2 separate regions of the Ovis aries genome follow, and region 2 is linked to region 1. Evidence: chromatin contacts called from public Hi-C data. All regions are on one chromosome and are shown on one strand. The core of a region is the stretch at or near the end of the contact, and the rest is flanking DNA. Distances in the headings are between cores, read along the strand shown. Region 1 has its middle 37 kb from the start of CST7. Region 2 holds the start of ACSS1 (acyl-CoA synthetase short chain family member 1).

Region 1 (3,296 bases), core at 156-2,655:
TGTACAGATGGTCATGACCTGCTCACTGCCGAGAGTGTGGCAACCCCAGGGCTCACAACCCAAAACCCAGGCCTCTGAGACCTGAACCTCCTCGTGGAGTGCCTAGACATTATGTGGAGAGCTAGGTTTCTGGGGCAGGGTCCCAGGTTTGAGGTTTTCTAAGAAATGAACAAGCTCCCAGAGCACGTCAGCGCTGCAGTGTGGGGACCACACTTGAGTCACATGGACCTTGGCTATGCTGTCACCTAGAGAGTCCTTGTGAAGCAGTCGGAGTTCTGACCACTTTACGATGACAGGATTACCACTCTTGGTACATTTATTTCCTGCACCTGCTCCCTTTCCTCCAGGTGCATCTCACCTCAGACCCCCACCCTCCCCCAGCCGTTGCCTAAGCTGCACAAGATGCTTCAAAACTTAGCAGCTTGAGCAACAGTAAAAATTTGAACCTGGGCTCAGCTGGGCAGTCCTTCCCTCCAACTAACATACACTTGGGCTGTGGGGCTTCGGCCAGACCAGCTGACCCAGCCGAGAGCCGACGGCACAGAGCTCTTTCCGTGTGACCTTCCACGGGGCAGCTTGGGCTTCCTGACAGCAGGTGGCCTCAGGCCACTGGCCTTGGCACATGGCAGCTGGCTTCCACAAAGCAGTGTCCCAGGAACACAGACCCCAACACAATGGCACTTAGCAAGCTCACAGTTGTTAATACCTCACCCTGAACAACCACATGGCCAACCTCCAGATCAACAGGGAGTAAGGTCACCATGGGGCCACAGATACAGCAGACTGCCACGGTCTCTGACTTTTTCACTGGTAAGTTCATTGTCTCCAGACGAGTTCCCTTGGAGAGTATCTCAGCAAACAGCCCCTTTAGGGGAGTCTTGCTGTTTTTCGTTATTCAGTTGCCAAGTCGTGTCCGACTCTTTGCAACCCCGTGTCCGACTCTTTGCAACCCCATGGACTGCAGCACAATAAGCTTCCCTGTCCCTCGCCATCTCCTGGAATTTGCCCAAGTTCATGACCATTGAATTGGTAATGCCATCCAACTGGGGAGTCTTGGATCTTAGAAATTATTATCAGAGACCCAAATTCAGCTCGAACACTTTAAACAGTTCATTAGAAGTTCAGAAACCCTCATTGTTATGCAAGATCTGCTTGCTTAAGTCATTACATTGAAAATGAATTAATTCTTTTTGTCATACTTTTAATGGAGGATAGATTTAATTCTGTGTATAATAAGACAAATTTCTGCTAAAGACTGACAGCTGTGGGCATTCATCACCATTCTCATTTCAGAAACCATTCTGCCAACCCAGTTTTATCATTTCACCGTGAAGGGATGGGTTAGAACTGCTACTGGCCAAGAGACCTTGGCCACAGGCCCGGAGTGTTACCAACGCCAACAGAGTACTTGGCCAGTGAGACACATGGGGTCATTACAGGAGACCAACTTCCACACTCCATTCAGGACACTCTGCACCCTCAGCTGACGTCCCAAGCTCCCCTGAGGCTTGTATCTGAGGGTGTTTATCAGCAAATGGTATGGAGAGACCTCTTTGGCATTTTTCCATGGAACATCCCCCCCTGCTTTTTTTTTTGCATTAGTAAATGATAAGAAGTGGTAAAAATCAGCCAGCTGGATCAAAAGGATGTGCAGTGGAAATCACTTTCTTCCCACCTGCACACGTGAGTGCCCCAGCTCAATATGCCAGGGTTGCTCCCTGGGTACCCAGAGAACAATGGTGCCCAGCGTGCCCGTGTACTCAGGTCACAGGCGCGGCTGCACACACCACGTGTGGGCGTTCACCAGTGCGCCATGTTACCGCAGCTCACAGGGCACCTTGGAGATGTTTCCTGGACACGGTCACCCCCCTCACAGCCCCTCTTGAAGGTCATCTGAAGGACCGCTCAGCTTCGCACGTGTCCACTGACCCTTCAGTTTCCTGGGTCTTTTGGCATCAGTCATCTAATCCACAGAGTGAAGCAAAGTATCCTTTTCCATTTGAATCTGACTGTTTTTTCTGCATCTGTGATTTCTAACACTTTCTCATCTTAAATTGTCCTTTGAGGCTGAGTTTACCGAGCGTATGTACGTGTGCATATGTGTGGGTGGGAGACTCAGAGTTTGTGAGTGCCACACACGTGTATCTTCAACTTAAGATTATTTTTCACTTCTCATTTTCTGTTTTCAGATTCACCAGTTCCTGCTTTTATTGTTCTTAACTTCCTGTCTTGCTTAGTGTTTTTTCCCCTCTTTGCCTAAAATGAATGCTCACTCTGTTTATTTTTCTTCGAACTTGTCAACAATTCACCAGGAAAGCCATCTGGTTCTGGGGTTTGTGTGTGTGTGTGAAGCATTTCTATTACCAGTCCAATCTCTAGTTATAAATTTATTGATCTTCTGTCTCTTCTTGAGTCAGCTGTGGCTGTCTGTGTCTTTCTAGGAATGTGTCCATTTCCTATAAATCACCTAATGTGTTGCCACACAGTTATTCACAGTGTCCCCTTACAATCCTTTTTACTCTCTGTGGCACGTAACAATGTCCCTCTTCATTCCTGATCTAGTATATGAATCTCTCTTCCTTTCTTGATCAGTCCAGCTACAGGGGATTGTCAATTTTGTTCTTCTTTACAAAGAACTGACTTGAGGGTTTGTGCGTCGTTTTCTCTAATGTTTTCCCGTCCTCTATTTCATGTGATTCCGTCTGCTTTATTTACTTCCTACTCCGGCTCTGCTTATTCTAGTTTCTTAAGATGAATGGTGAGGTTATTGACTTCAGATATTTCTTTTTTAAAGTAAGCATTTACGGGTATAATTTTCGTTCTGACACTACTTTCAGCGTATCCATAAATTCTGGTATGTTGTGTTTTCACTTCCATTCAACTCAAAATATTTGCCAGTTCCTTGTGGTTCTTTTTGAGCTATTGATTATTTAGAAGTATACTGTTTATTTTCCACATTTTTGTGAAATTCTTAAATTTCCTTCTCGTATCGATTCCTAATTTCATTCTATTGTGATCAGAGAACATACTTTGTATGATTTTACTCCTTTTAAACGCACAAAGACTTGTTTTGTGGCCTGATAAATTGTCTCTTCTGGGGAATGTGCTTGGAAAGGATGCGTCTTCTACGATTGTTGGGTAGGGTGTTGTATAGACAGTTGTGAGGATTCATTGTTTCATGATGTTGGAAGTCTATTTGCTAATGTCTGTACAGCTACTGAAGTCTCCAGCTATTATTTTGAATTGCTTATTTCTTCTTTAAATCTGCCTGTTTGGCTTCACATATCTGGGACTCT
Region 2 (3,374 bases), core at 218-2,717, 120 kb after region 1:
AGGCTGCAGTCCATGGGGTCGCTAAGAGTCAGACACGACTGAGCGACTTCACTTTCACTTTTCACTTTCATGCATTGGAGAAGGAAATGGCAACCCACTCTAGTGTTCTTGCCTGGAGAATCCCAGGGATGGGGGAGCCTGGTGGGTTGCCGTCTATGGGGTCTCACAGGGTCAGACACGACTGAAGCAACTTAGCAGCAGCAGTCTACACAGGAGAATGCTGAAACTCAGAGGAACAGAAAAACTGGACCAGTAAAGAAGTGGAACCTGGACACTTAGACCCCACTGCCCAGTTCAGGCCTTGGTCAGGAAGACCTTTCCTTAAACAGCCCCTAGACTCCCATCTATCCCATTACCCACTTCCTCCTTGACAGGCAGCCCCTCTGACCGCCCCCGCATCTGGCTGCTCACACTCCAGGCCTAGCCTGCCTCCTTCTTCCCTTAGTTGCTGGGCCTTTTGCCCCTGGCGGGCAGGGGCATGGCTGGCAGTGTGAACCCCAGTCCCAAGTCTGGACAGAACCGTAGGGGATTCAATCTCCAGTAGGGGCCAGAGAGGTCAGACTGGCGATGGAGCTGGCTTCTGAGACCTCGGAAGACCGGCCCCCTGGGTCTTCGGGGTGAAGGTGAAACTGAGAGCGGGTAGGTCCCACTGCTGCTTCCTTCCCGCCCGCCCGCCCGCCCGCGGGCTGACTCCGGCTGCCGGGGCGGCTTCCTCCTCCCCGCCACCCGGCGAAGCCCCGTTTGTTTACATGGGCAGGGCTGCTCCCCAGGCGGGTCGCCGGCCGGCACCTGGCGGTAACAACGGCCAGAAGCTTTTCGGTTCTGTCGCCGGCCGGCCCCGGGGGCGGGAAGTCCTGCTCCTGGCGCGCCCCTTGCCTTCCACCCCCCGTGCGGCACGCTCGGTGTTAGGGCCGGTGGGGGCCACCGTTAGACTCGGGGCGGGGGGGGGGGGCGCCGGGGAGCGCGAGCCACGACCGAGGAGTCGGGGCCGGGCCGGCGGGGGGGGGGGGGGGGGGTGGCCGCGTCGCTTGCCGGGGAGCGATGCCGGAGCGCCGAGGAGGGAGCGTGTGGAGCCGCCGCACGCCGGGCTCGGGGTCCCCTGGGCGCGCGAGCTGGGGCGCCCCGGTCCCCAGGCCCACTCACCAGACACGTTTAACTGGCCTCCCAGGAACCAGCTGATCCTGCCGCTGCGGAAGTCGCAGTCGCTCACCGTGTGGTAGGGGGTGTCCCACACGAGAGCGTCCCGCGCCAGCGGCCCCCAGAAGGCGGCGGGCTCGCGAGCTGCCAGCTTGATTCGCTCTTGGTAGGAGCCGGGCGGCGCTGCGGGGGCGGAGGCGCTGCTCCAGAGCCGCGGGGCCGCCAGCGCCCGCACCCCCACCCCGCGGAGGCCCCCCAGTAGCCGCCCGACGCCGCGGCCCAAGCAGCGCGCCGCCATCGCGCCTCAGAGTCCCGCGCCTCAGAGCCCTGTGGCAACCGGGCGCCCGCGTGCCCGCGCCCCGCCCCGGCCCCGCCCCGCCCCAGGCCCCGCCCTCCTGCCAACGCCCCGGCCCTCGCCCAATCCCGCTCCCTCTCCCAGTCCTCGCGCGCTCGCGCCCCTCCCTGGCTCCGCCCCCGCCCCGCCCCTCCGGCCAGCGCCCCGGGCCCGCCCTCAGGCACCGCCCCCGCCCCGCCCCTCCCAATCCCTCAGCTTGCGCTCCAGAGCTGAGCGCCAAAGGAGGGGGAGCAGCTGGGGAAGGGGGGCCTCCCGGAGCGCAGGGTACGGGGTCCCGGGGCGGGCTGCCGGCGCTTGAACCGGTGCGTCCTCCAGCTCCGACGGCTACGCGGCGCGGGGAACCGCAAAGATGGGGAACCCGGGGACGCAGGCTCTTCCGAGTGCGGGAGCGATCACGGAGCCAGCGAACCACCAGTTAGGTCCATTCAGCATCTCAGAGGCCGAAGGCGTTCGTCTCTTCGTGCGCCCTGGAAAAGGAACACGCAGGTCTGCCTGCACCGGACCCCGGCCAAAATATACACACACAAGCAGCACCCCTGCTCCGTGGACTAAGTGGGGTCCTCTACCCAAGAGGCCGTGGGGGTACCCAGGGAGGTGGTCTAGGGTCCACCGCATTCCTGTGGCAACGAAGCAAACGCCCGGGGGTTTCGGCCTGCTGCTACAGCTTCTGTGTCCTGGGTTCAAAACCTGACGTTTCTAGCTCTCTGACCTCGGGTGAGTTCCTTAAAGGTCTCTGTGCCTACACCACCCCGGCTACTGAGCTCCCTGGGTGTCCCTCCCAGACTGCAAGTTTCAGACACCAACTCATTTATTCTTATGCAGCCCTGGGGAGGGGGAAACGCATGATATCTCTCTCCCCCAGCTGTACCCAGGAAGCCCGGGAATGGAGGCTATGTCCCAGTTATCAAGCCAGGAAAGATAGAAGGGAACCCACAGAAACTTGCCTCAGCCAGACTCGAATATCACAACACCCACAAACTAAACACATAATAAATAAGATAAACAGAAGGGAGAGGGGAATTTTGAAAGTTGGTTGGTTGAGTTCCAGCCCATTAGCTGTAAGAGGAACTTCTGCTGTCAGCCCCAGTGTGTGTGTGTGTGTGTGTGTGTGTGTGCCCCCTCTCCTGTGCGCCTGCGTGCACTTGCCTGCTTGCACATGGTGCCTGCTTTTTAAGGCTGCGGGTGCTGGGGTCCAATGAGAACAGTTAGCACTTACACATGGGCGCTGCTCTGTGCCAAGTGCTTGACCTGCATTTTTCTACTTAATTTAAAAGTTATCTGGTGCTATCAAGTCATGCCCACTCTCAGCTCCCAAGTGGAACATATGAGGACGCTGAGCCCTAAGAAATAAACACGTGCTGGGCAGCAACCCCACTCCCGCCTCAATTTCTGCTTCACCACTTGGCCTGAATCACTTTTTTCTTTTTTTAAGCCTCACCACACAGCATGCAGGATTTTAGTTCCCCAATCAGGGATTGAACCTGGGCCCTATGCAGTGAGAGCACAGATTCCTAACCACTGGACTGCCAGGAAATTCCCCGAATCACCATTTTTAATAGAATAAATAATAAAACTGAAATACAGAAAGACCGTAAGTGTGGCCGGGGGTCCCAAAGATGACTACAGATGCTGGAGCAGTGGGTGAAAACTCCCAGGCATTTGCTCTATAGATGAGAGGCTCCCCCTCAAGAGGAAGGATCTGTTCCCCACAAGTGGATAAGCAATGCTGCTCCGACTATCCCAGCCCAGGCCCTGAGAGGCCACAGAAGCAGGCCCTAGAGACCCCTGCAGAGAATGTTACCAAACTCAAGTCCACATAAGGCCAACCAACACCAAAACACCTGAGTCTGGAGCAGAGAAAGGTTTATTGCAGGGCCCTGCA

The links. Hi-C and Micro-C count contacts between places; a contact is called where the count stands out from the background.
Region 2: a Hi-C map of tail adipose tissue shows a contact between it and region 1, with 12 times the contacts expected there. The contact joins the promoter of ACSS1 here to the enhancer-like site in region 1. A contact is called at or near these places in 13 of 16 Hi-C or Micro-C datasets (blood, hypothalamus, liver and 6 more).

The regions. Positions count from the first base shown.
Region 1 is chr13:42,103,981-42,107,276 of ARS-UI_Ramb_v3.0, forward strand. No RefSeq gene overlaps it. Among named protein-coding and RNA genes, the nearest start is that of CST7, 37 kb to the right of the region's middle. Within about 2 kb of position 1,406, at least 6 of the 54 cell types and tissues checked have an H3K27ac peak or open chromatin away from gene starts, as enhancers often do. A contact at or near this core is called in tail adipose tissue, where this site is marked.
Region 2 is chr13:42,228,613-42,231,986 of ARS-UI_Ramb_v3.0, forward strand. ACSS1 (acyl-CoA synthetase short chain family member 1) reads right to left here and starts at 1,468. Exons shown (of 13, transcript XM_042229650.1): 1 at 1,144-1,468. The coding sequence starts at 1,435.